Linked DNA regions of Mus musculus: region 1 is linked to region 2. The links are chromatin contacts, called in public HiChIP or PLAC-seq maps. All regions are on one chromosome and are shown on one strand. The core of a region is the stretch at or near the end of the contact, and the rest is flanking DNA. Distances in the headings are between cores, read along the strand shown.

Region 1 (6,361 bases), core at 239-2,738, 130 kb before region 2:
TGTTTCAATCTTATTTTGATTCTGAAATTTTGCTTTGTGTCCAGTAACTGGATCAGTGTTGTAGAAAGTTTTATGGCCTTCTGATCCGGAAGCTTATTCTCTAGCATTTGTGTGGAATTCTCTATAGACATGTCTTAGGTTCACTTCATGTATGGCATGATTTAACTTCAGTATTTCTGTTTATTTCTGTCTGGATGTCTGATCTATAGGTAAGATTGAGATACTGAAGCCCCTTGCCATTGCTGTTTTAAGATCAATTTTATTTAAACTATAGTGGTAATTCTTCTATACACTGGGTTGCCCTTGCTTATGATGTACAAATGTTTAAAGTTGTAATATATTCTTAATAAATTATCTTTTGTAATAAGTATGTAGTAGCCTTCTCCTCTGTGGATTAGGGTTTTTTTTTTTCTTTTTTTCCTTTTTGAAACCTGTTTTGTTAGATACTACAATATCTATAAGTTGCTTCTTGATTTCTTTTTCTTCTTTTGTTTTCTTTCTTCCTTCCTTTCTTTTTTTCTTTCTTTTCTCATTCTCTCCTTTCTTTTGACTTAAGGCAACATCATTCCTTGTCAGTGAGTTTTATTCCTAGGATGCAGCAAAACGATGTCTCTGATGCGAATATTCTTTCCTTCCCTTGGAGAAACTAAGCAATGTCTACTCCTGCTCTCAATCTTACAATGGCAGATTAAGGGATAATTCCACCAAAGTTCATGCTGGGGAACCAATGAATTTACTTCACTTCCTTACAGAGCCTAGATGAGGAGTTAGATAGATTTCGGTATTCTTTCCCCGAACCTGCTACACCTAGAAAGTGTTATCAACTAGAGCTTCTCCATTCCCACATAACAGACTCCCTGCTCTCTGTCTACTCTAATCCCTCCCCTAGGCCAGGGGCAGAGTTCCCACATGAAAAGGCAAAGTGGCCATATTCTGACCATCCATATGGGAAGGTCCAATGTAAACATGCCATCTGGGATTATCTTCTGCAGGCAGATTTGATATAGAAGAGCTAATTTCTTCAAGATAGAAGTTGTATGGCTCAGAGGACAGTCACTCGTGACCATCTTTGAATGAGTAGCATTCAGTCTCATGTAATATTAAACATGATGTGGGTGCAGAATTCTTTACATGGGTCGTATAAGTTTTGATCCCAATACAAGTACACATTCCATCAAAGCTTAACAAGAGTTCATAATAAGGTGTTCCTCTCAGGTCCAAAAATAATAAATCAATATATTTTTAAAGGCATTACCTGTCCTTAACTCTTTCTCAGATTATGTACTAATCAACTTTCTGTTACTTTTTGTCCTTCGAGGAACCAGAACAAATAAATTGAATGGCTCTCTTGGTACCCCGGAAAAGCTGAACTTATTACAGCTCTTACAAAGAAGGAAAGAAGTTCTCGAAGCCTTTGTGGGGCAGGTAGCCAAGATCTCACTCCCTCTGCAATGCCAGTTCCAACGGCAGGGGCAACATGGGCCGCAACAATGGTGTGCGACCTTAGAGAACATAAGATGACCGCTGAAAGTCCTTTCCAGGATAGCACCCTGGGGACTTTCCACTAGAAGGTTGTGATGAACACTTCCTTCCCCAAATGACCCAGCAAAACAAGCTTTACAAGGAAGCCCTGACCACAATGCAGGTGCAGATAACGACCAAAAGTGTTTCAGTTCCCTCTTCTGGTGACTAAGACCTCACCTCACCTGGAGCCACAAATGCTGAGAAAGATCAGTTCGGGCCACCACTGGGCTTAAACCAACGGTATGGGGGACTTTTGGGATAGCATTGGAAATGTAATTGAGGAAAATATGTAATAAAAAAAAGTGTGTGCTTATTATCTTCGGGGTCACCTCTTCCCCAATTGTAGGACAGCCCCAGAGCACACTGGATCAATAAACCTCTTGCTTGTTGCATGGATCTCCTTCTCTGTGTTTCTGACAGTGGGACATTCTTGATGAAAGACTCTTCTGGTCTTAAAATGGCAGCGACAGGGGCAGCTAAACAGTGAGCATAGCCTGTCAGGCAGGTCCAAGATCCAGTGATAAATGCGTTGGACAAAAGAGAACTCTTCCCATGTGTTACAGCTCAGTAAAAGAGTCACTCTCAGAGGATTTTTTTGTGAAATATCTTGTATACTGTATACTTTATTCCACGTGGACAAGAATTTTAAAAACATCGAGGAGTGGGTGGTGGCGGTGATGGTCTTGGTGCAGGGATCGATGTTTCTTAGTGGCACAATTTGAGATGTTTGTAGTGCTCTATTTGCATGGAAAAGGATGCCAGATGTTTTTGGTACCTGACTGATTGTCAAGGTCCTCTCAGCAGGGTGTCATGGCTACCCCTTGGAAAGCATGCATCCAAGGAGTGTTTCCTCTCCCTGTATTCTCATTTCTGAGATTCACAGGGGTCTGAGCTCACTCAGTCTGATCAGTTCTTCTGTCTGGTGGCATGGTCCACTTGCCCCACATTTTCTGTGAAAAATATTCATAAAATTACTATAATGGAAAGAAGATTTGTTTGGGAACACTGTTGGGGTCCAGATGTTTTAGTCAGGGTCACTTCTATCTGGAACAATATGAAATAGATCATGACCTTAGATAGATCTTAGGAAGAAACAGAGTCTCTGCTCTCATGGCCCCGGGAACAGATGCATTGAAAAAGATGCTTACAGTCAGCTATTAGATGGAACTCAGGGACCCCAATGGAGGAGCTAGAGAAAGTACCCAAGGAGCTGAAGGGGTCTGCAACCCTATAAGTGGAACAACAATATGAACTAACCAGTATCCCTGGAGCTCATGTCTCCAGCTGCATATGTATCAGAAGATGGCCTAGTCAGCCATCATTGGAAAGAGTGGCCCATTGGACACACAAACTTTATATGCCCCAGTACAGGGGAACGCCAGGGCCAAAAAGGGGGAGTGGGTAGGTAGGGGAGCAGGGTGGGGGAGGGGAGAGGGAACTTTCATTATAAGCATTTGAAATGTAAATAAAGAAAATATCTAATAAAAAAGAATGAAAAGAAACAAAAAAGAAAAATCCAGTATAACAGTATATAATGTATCTTTTTAAATTACATGGTACAATTTTTTAAATATTATTGGATACTTTATTTACATTAAAAATGTCCCCTGCCCCTACCCCCTATCCCTACCCTTGCTCACCAACGCACCCACTCCCACTTCCTGGCCCTGGCATTTCCCCACACTGGGGCATAGAACCTTCATAGGACAAAAGACCTCTTCTCCCATTGATGTCCAACCATACCATCCTCTGCTACATATGCAGCTGGAGCCATGAGTTCCACCATGTGTGCTCTTTGATTGGTAATTTAGTCCCTGGGAGCTCTCGGGGTACTGGTTAGTTCATATTGTTATTCCTCCTATGGGGCTGCAAACCCCTTCAGCTCCTTGGGTCCTTTCTCTAGCTCCTTTATTGGGAACCCTGTGCTCTGTCCAGTGGATGTCTGTGAGCACCCACCTCTGTATTTGTTTATATACTTCATATAAATTTGTATAATTCAATATAAATTTAGTTTTAGATCTAAAAAGAAAAAGAAAAAAAGGCTATGACAACAATAGTTAAGGATTGCTTAAAGACATTTTAAAATTTAAACTTAAACAGATGTATTTGTTTGTTTTACTTTATTATCTAAATTATAAGTCTGTTTTATAGTAAAACTATATTTCTTTTAATTTTAATATGGCAAGAAAAATATATATTCATTCCAATTTAGATAGATAGATAGATAGATAGATAGATAGATAGATAGATAGATAGATAGATAGATGGATAGATAGATAGCAGACCTTGGATAATGACTGAGGTCTAGGTCCAGAAGAAATAGGAAAAAACAGGTTAAAGCACTAGTGTTAATAATAGGCACACTCAAAAATATGAGAAAGATAAATGTCAGAATTGGTTAAAAAGAAATTGGCCTTATATTTTGCCTTTAAATCATCCCAAAACCATAGTGTAACATGATCAAGCTTAAATCTCCAACCTTACAGCCAATATCAAATTAAAAGGAGACATACTTGAAGCAAGCCCACTAAAACCGGGGACAAGACAAGGATGCCCATTTTCCCCATATCTACTAAACATAGTACTTGAAGTGCTAGCACAAACAATAAGAAAACAAAAAGACATCAAGGGAATACAAATTGGCAAAGAAGAAATAAAGTTATCACTGTTTGCAGATATATAGTAGTATATATAAGTGACCCCAAAATTTGTACCAGATAACTTCTCCAGCTGATAAACAACTTCAGCAAAGTGGCTGGATATGAGATTAACTCAAATAAATCAGGAGCCTTCCTCTACACAAAAGATAAATAGGCTGAGAAAGAAATTAGAGAAACAACAGCCTTCACAATAGTCACAAATAATATAAAATATCTTGGGATAGCTCTAACCAAACAAGTGAAAGACCTATATGACAATAACTTCAAGTCTCGCAAGAAAGTTATCAAAGAAGATCTCAGAAATGGAGAGATCTCCCATGCTCATGGATTGGCAGAATTAACATAGTAAAAATGGCCATCCTACCAAAGGCAATCTACAGATTCAATGCAATCCCCATCAAAATCCCAACACAATTCTTTAAAGACATCGAAAGAGCCATTCTCAAATTCAACTAGAAAAGCAAAAAAAACCCAGAGTGGTGAAACAGTTCTTAACAATAAAAGAACTGCTGGGGGAATCACCATCCCTGACCTCAAGCTTTACTACAGAGCAATAGTGATAAAAACTGCATGGTAATGGTACAAAAACAGACAGGTTGGTAAATGGAATAGAATTGAAGATCCAGAAATAAAACCATACACTCACAGATACTTGATCTTTGACAAAGAAGTCAAAAATATACAATGAAAAAAGAAAGCATCTTCAATAAATGGTGCTGGTCTAACTTGCTGTCTGTATGTAGAAGAATGAAAATAGGCCCATATTTGTCACCTTGCCAAAAGCTCAAGTCCAAGTGGATTAAGGACATCAGCATAAAACCAGGTTAAAATCTTTAAAGCAACAATTTTAATCAAGGGGAAGTGATTCTAAATGCCACCTCATTGTCTCAGCTTCCAGTTACATACATTAAGATTGATCCAGACACTATCAATTTATTGAAAAGTTTAGCCTTTTAAATCATTCAGCTGCTGATGAATTTCAGAACTGAGTATCTTATATAGTACCCCACTTAAACAGATTTGTTAAAAGAAAAATAATCATTTGAAAAAATGATATTTTTATCACAAAATCTGCACAAATCTTCAAGCATGAGTAGGGCAGAAATGATATTAAGAATATTGGGTAAGATATATATGTCTATTGAGTAGTCTTCATAGTGTTTGATATAATAAAAATAAGTAAGCATGTATTTCACTTCCTTGGGAGATGATTTTTGTATTATCAAGGTGATATTCTGTTTTTGTTTGTTTGTTTGTTTGTTTGTTTTTAAAGTGGCATGGGGTAGAGCAGGAACACTGATTGACAAGGTCACAGTTTCTTGGAAGTGCCCCTCCTTTAAGAACATCATACCAGATGAAACGCTCCAGGAGGATGTGGGCTATCAGTTACACTCCTATTGTCACTCGGGTTTCTAAGTTGATGTTCTACATTTTTATTCTAAAATTATCCTAATAGAAAACCACAAAGAATGATGTGTTGAAGAATAATGATCTATTATTCCTTTAGACTGAGCATAATGGATCACTTTTAAATGAAAAAAAAAAGACAATTAATAGACTACATTTTGACACGTTTTATTCAAAATTGAGTGCCTCCACATATCTGCATTGTTAATGGCATTTCTAAGGAATAAATGTCTCATTTGAAGGTCAAAATAAAAGATAAGAGAAACCGGGGCTCATTAACATCTCGAACATTTCTAGCACTGATTTAATTAAAGATCATGGAATAAATTGTGTGGTGTTCTTGAAAAATCTACTTTTACAAACCCAGTTTGCATTTTTATCTCTCCTTATTACCTGAAAATTTAATTCACTGAGTGCTAAATTTTTCACAGGTAAAGGATGTTGAATGTACAAATGAGCAAATGACATAAAATACTAAAAAGCTGACTTTGTGAGACACATACAGATAGAAAGATGAGTGAAAGTTAGCTGACACATTGTTGGAGAATCTTTACATCTCACACCAAGAATTGGGACCAAAAGTAGAAGAATTACATTTGAAGGGTTGTCCCAGAGTATAACATTTGATAATACATACTAGTTAGATTAATTTAACGAAACAGAATATAACAATTATGATGGGCATTAATGAAATAAATATCTGAAGAGGGATTAGGTATACTTTATTTTCCACATCATACAAGTAAATGTTGCAGGGCAGCCAGGGCTAT
Region 2 (6,406 bases), core at 3,702-6,201:
CAGAGAACTGCAGGTTGTTGACAGAGAAAGCTCACCATGCAGAGCGCTCTGACAGTATGTGGAGAATTCCACCTCAGTTACCTTACACAACACTATCAGAAAGTTTAAAAGTTCCATAAATCATTCATGTTATGATTTTAGTAGTTTGAATCATTTCTAGGAGCTCGTAAATGGGGAGTGTTGGCAGTGCCGGATAACTTAGAACATCTTCATCTTTTCCTGACAATGACTTCAGAAGATATTCATCATAATTTTTCATTACTAAGATTTTCTGACTGTAAATCAAGTGTTTCAGAATAACCATGTCAACATTTGTTTGGTCACCTATTTTCTTAATGAGTCATGTGTATTTTATTTCAATATCATTTTCAGAACTGGGGGCCCTTTCACTGATCAGTAACTTCCCTCTTTAATATGCATTTGCTTATGTAAATCACCACATAGATTCATTTTTAGTATAATAGAAGGTAACATGGGGAGACACTTTGTTCTCTGTGAATGCATTAGATAACAACTAGATAAACAATGGAAATGTCACTAAGAGGCTTCAAAAGAAGATATGAAATGAAATTTTACTATGTGCAAAACCCATCATTAAAGTCATAACTGAAATTTTATTTGTTGCTCAAGGAGTGACATTTGCATAACTAAATGTTGATGAGTACAACCCATGTCTTTCATAAGTCACATCAGTTGAGTAATGCCAGATACAAGAAGACAAGAACGATTTAGACTATTCCAATTGTGTTTGTGAATATATGTGAGAATTACATATACACAGTTCAGAGTCAAGAAACAGAGCAGAAAAATGTATGAAACAAATATTTCCAATTTGAAGAAAGCAGGCTTAAAAAATTAGAAATGTCTAGATAAGGGAGTGTGCTAACACTTTAACCATGTGAAATCATCACTAGAAGTTTCCTAACAAACTAGATAACCATCATTTACACAGAAGAGTGTTATCCATGATTAAAAATGAAGGTCTTTCAACTCACTGACCTTCAACTCTCATCTAGCTACAAGATGCTATCACACAGCTGAAGTAAATTTAATGGAACCACACTGCTCAATGACATCATCTACTCAATTATTATCAGTAAGGATATGGAGAGTAGCTGTTTCTGAAAAGAATAAGTATCCAATAAGGTAAGAAATATTAAAACACTTTTTTAACCATCTTTGTATGACATCTTTAATGAGCTTTAATGGAATGTACAAAGTGATCAGCAAACCATCAAAATGTTCAAATAAGATATACTGAGGAACGGTGCAATTATGTCTATATGAAGTGTATATATATAAATAAGGTTACATGTTGTATACACATATTTTTATGTATATATGTACATATACTGTACTATACATATATGAAAATGCAATAGAAATACATGCATAAAACACGACTTATCTACTGAACAAATATGATCTTGTAGAGCATAACGAAAACACATCTCCTACCAAGGTATTCTGGTAGTATATTTGTGATTCCTGAACTACATGACTATAATTCAATGATGCTGTGCTATACCCTATTTCTGTGAGTCTTGTCAATGTTATATTCATCAAAGTTGAGTTCCGGTATGGAATGATGCAATATTAATCTGGTTCTCACGTTAAGAAGTCAAAAAATTAAATATATAATAATGTGTTATTTTATGAAATTGACTTTGAATTCATATACAAAACATAAAATCTGAGTCCAATTCAGAGGAAGCATAGAATAGTTTCAAAACATGCATATACTGTATAATATTTAAATCAGATTACACATATTTACCTCTTTAATAAACATTTTTGTCCAATGAAAATGTGTAAAATCTATTCTTATACCTATTTGAAAATTATACTGGATTATTATGTCACAGTCAAGCTATTCTGCCTTACACATGGAGTACTACTTAGCTATTAAAAACAATGACTTTACAAAATTCGCAGGTAAATGGATGGATCAAGAAAATATCACCCTGAGTGAGGTAATTCAGTAATAAAAGAATACACATGGTATGCACTCACTGATAAGTAAATATTAGTCCAAAATTTTGAAATACTTAAGATACAAATCACAGAACACATGAAGCTCAAAAAGAAGGAAGATCAAAGTGTGAATGCTTTGGTCCTTCTTAGAAGGAAGAGCAAAATATTTAAGTGATGAAATATAGATACAAAGTGTGGAGTAGAGACTGAAGAAGAGGCCATTCAGAGACTGCCCACCTGGGGATCCCTTCCATATGCATACACCAAACCTAGACACTATTGTGAATGCCAAGAAGTGCTTGCTGACAGGAGCCTGATATAGTTGTCTCCTGAGAGGCTCTGCCAGTGCCTGACAAATACAGAAGTGGATGCTCAAAGCCAGCCACTGGACTAAACATGGGGACCACAATGGAAGAGTCAGATAAAGGACTGAAGGGGCTGAAGTAGTTTGCAACCTATAGGAAGAACAACAATATCAACCAACCAGACCCCCCCAGAGATCACAGTGACTAAACCACCAACTAACGAGTACACATGAAGCGACCCAGGGCTCCACCTGCATATGTAGCAGTGAATGGCCTTGTTGGGCATTAATGAGATGAAATGGCCTTGGTCCTATGAAGGCTCAATGCCCCACTGTAGTGGAATTCCAGAGAGGGGAGGCAGGAGTTGGTGGGTGGGTGCTCCCCTCTTAGAAGCAGGGGGAGGGAAGGGGATAGATGGTTTCCTGAGTAGAAACTGGGAATGGGGATAACATCTGGTATGTAAATAAATAAAATACTCTACAAAAATATTGTAAAGTTGAAGGTAAATATGAAATACATAGCATTTTAATATTATCTGTTTATATTATAATTTGACTCATGTTTGTTGTTTTTGTTATTGACTTGTTGGGTCTTTTGATGGAAGAACATCTCGTAGCTCAAGGTTGCCTGGGGTTTGTTTTATATCCATGACTAGTCTTAAACATTCAGCAATCCTTCGCTTCTATCTTGAAAGTAATCTTGTCCTTATGGCCCAGAATGCCTGGTTTTGCTTTAGCCGGAAAAGATCCTTGTGCGGGATAATCACATTCAAATTTATTTGTCCGAGCATTTACAAATTGTACTGCCTGCATTGCTATTTGCATAGACATTTCATGCCTCTTTGAACTAATTTTGAGTCACTGATCCATTTCTATTAATTGGAAATGTAAAAATGTACTCTAGAAGACTATCAAAGACACTCAAAAACTTTCATAATGTGCACATGACATGGAAATTCATTAACTGAGAGGAACTTCATCCTCTTAATATTAATCCACAGTTTTTCATTACATGCACAAGTTTTAAGGATGTCTTCAATTACCAAGATCATAGCACAATCTCTCAGTCATATATTATCTTCAGTTGCAAAGTGTGAAAATGTCTGTTAATACAACTTTTGAATGCTTACTTTGTAAAATAGCGGTTAAAGATGCCACCTGATATTAACTATTGAGGAGCTAATATTTATATTCCCTTGCTTGAAACAAGTACAGATTCAAAATTATTTTCTGAAACAATTTTACTAGAAATATGTTAGAATTTCTATGATATCTCCAATATTTTAATTTTATTGCAGATAAGTTTAACTTGAGCCTCATGATCTAATTTAGCTTATCTTGCATCAAAACATTACCACTTTAATCAAATCTTAAAGTGGAATTGGATATTTCTTTAGGCTACAGGCTTGTAAAATATATCCAGAAGTTATCAAGTAATTATTCAATATTTATAATTGAAATTTCATTCATTCATATTATAAGAATTTATATTAGCACTTTATTTTTATGAACTATAACTTATGATATTTATAAATGTTGAGCAGATCTTCCAAAACTTTCACAAAATGAATGCATACTGAATTTTTAAGATCAGAATCTAATTTGGACGGACTTGCTGACCTTAAGGTACCGATACTATTATTCATATAAAAATATGTCTGTGTTTGAAGACAACTCAGTTACTAACATGCAATTGATTATAAAATCATAGTAATAATCTATAATTGTCTCTTATAGAAAGTCTATAGTGGACAAATAGAGAAAAACAAATTTTAATGACTGAAACATGTAAGTCCAAATGAATTCTTATGAATCTGAATTACAGACAGAGCCTAGAAAACTCTCCATGTTCAATCTCCAATGTATCTCTTACAAGACAAAGTAGAGGAACTGAAGTCATTCTACGACTTGGATGATTTTCACAAAAAGGCATATTCACTAGTATAATGCAGCTAATATATGGGAAAATTTTAAAAAATTATATCTTTAGCATAATCTAACTCAATCTACTAGTGACTAAGGAGAGCAAATGATAAAATTTCTATCAGCATATTTCTATCAGCATATTTTCCTAAGATAGATTGAGCATACAGAAAATATAAAGGGATCTCAAGACCAGAAAGTATTTAAAAATTTAAGCCTTGATATGCAGTGGTATCAGTCTATATTTTGATAGCATTTTATATGTCTTTAAGGTATAACGGTGTAGGGTAGACAACTACATTATGTTTAAGGAAAAATGCTTTTGAACAAAATGGAAAATTAATATAAAATCACTACACCAAACATTTTGTGTGGATAATTGAATGAATGGGTTTAATGGAACAAAGTATTTCATACACTTTGTATTCCTTGTAAATCATTCTTTAAAAACTAAGAAGTAGATTTTCTCTCCAATGACTCTCTAAGGCGGGTCCACTCGGGAGTGCACAGGCAGCAGAAGCTGCAGAGCTTCTGGGACATGGTCCTTCAGGCCTACATTTGTGGCCAAAAGGTGGAACTAATCCTTGGTCCTCTGTGCACCTTCCCTGCCAGAGGAGAGCTTGCCTCCAGGGAGTGCTCTGACCACAGAAACCAGGGGGGGGGTGATTGCCATTTTCTCTCCTGTGACTCTCTAAGGCAGGTCCACTCCGGAGTGTACAAGCTGCAGAAGCAGCAGAACAGCTGGGGCAGGTTCCTAAGTGCCTACTTCTGCAGCCAGGAGGTGGGGCTGTTCTGCAGCCCTCTGTGCACTGGTATTGCCTGGAGAAAACTTATCTCCCAGGAGTGCTGACACAGGTTTACAGATTCACAGGAGGAAAAAGCTCCAGCCAGAGACAGCAAGAACATGCAACCCAGACATTACCAGATGGCTAAAGGCAAACACTTGGCATCATCAGAAACAGAATTCTCACCGCAGCAAGTCCTAGATACCCTTAAACACAAGAAAAGCAAGATTTGGATTTGAGATAATATCTCATGATGCTGGTAGAGGATTTTTAAAAGGACATTAATAAATCCCTTAAAGAACTACAGGAGAACACAGCTAAACAGGTAGAAGCCCTTAAAGAAGAAACAAAAATCCCTTAAAGAATTTCAGGAAAACACAACCAAACAGGTGAAGGAAGTGAACAAAATCATCCAGGATAAAAAAAATAGCAGTAGAAACAGTAAAGAAATCACAATGGGAGACAATTCTGGAGATAGAAACCCTAGGAATGAAACCAGGAGACAAAGATGCAAGCACAACCAACAGACTACATATGATGGAAGAGAGAACCTCAGGTGCAGAAAATTCCATAGAAAACATGAACACAACAATCAAAGGAAGTACAAAATGCAAAAGGATCCTAACTCAAAACATCCAGGAAATCCAGGTCACAATGAGAAGACCAAAGCTAAGGCTAAAAGGTATAGATGAGAATAAAGAATTTCAACTTAAAGAGCCAGTAAATATCTTCAAAACTATTATAGAAGAAAACTTCCCTAACCTAAAGACAGAAATGCCCATGAATATACAAGAAGCCTACAGAACGCTACATAGACAGGACCAGAAAAGAAATTCCTACTGATATCTAATAATCAAAACACCAAGTGCACTAAACAAAGAGAGAATATTAAAAAGCAGTAAGGGTAAAAGGTCAAGTAAGGTATAGAGGGAGACCTATTAGAATTTCACCAGACTTCTCACCAGAGACTATGAAAGCCAGAAGAGCTTGCACAGATGTTATACAGACACTAAGAGAACACAAATGCCAGCCCAGGCTACTATACCCGGCCAAACTCTCAATTACCATAGATGGAGAAACCAAAGTATTCCACGACAAAACCAAATTCACACAATATCTTTCTATGAATCCAGCCCTTCAGAGGATAATTATGGGAAAACGCAAACACAAGGACACAAACAATGCCCTAGAAAAAGCAATAAAGTAATCCTTCAACAAACTTAAAAGAAGACAGTCAAAAGAAAAGAAAGCCAACTCTAAAAACAAAAATAACAGGAAGCAACAATTACTTTTCCTTAATATCTCTTAATATCAATGGACTCAATTCCCAAATAAAAAGACAGATTAACAGACTGGCTACACAAAGAGGACCCAACTTTTTGCTGCTTATAAGACACCTACATCAGGGAAAAAGACAGAC

What was found. HiChIP or PLAC-seq counts read pairs in DNA pulled down with a chosen protein or histone mark.
Region 1: a RAD21 HiChIP or PLAC-seq map of pro-B cells shows a contact between it and region 2, with 2.2 times the contacts expected there. The contact joins two enhancer-like sites.

What each region holds. Positions count from the first base shown.
Region 1 is chr14:94,537,423-94,543,783 of GRCm38.p6, reverse strand. No RefSeq gene overlaps it. Among named protein-coding and RNA genes, the nearest start is that of Gm23324, 92 kb to the right of the region's middle. Within about 2 kb of position 1,488, at least 14 of the 459 cell types and tissues checked have an H3K27ac peak or open chromatin away from gene starts, as enhancers often do. A contact at or near this core is called in pro-B cells, where this site is marked.
Region 2 is chr14:94,406,571-94,412,976 of GRCm38.p6, reverse strand. No RefSeq gene overlaps it. Among named protein-coding and RNA genes, the nearest start is that of Gm23324, 39 kb to the left of the region's middle. Within about 2 kb of position 4,951, at least 3 of the 459 cell types and tissues checked have an H3K27ac peak or open chromatin away from gene starts, as enhancers often do. A contact at or near this core is called in pro-B cells, where this site is marked.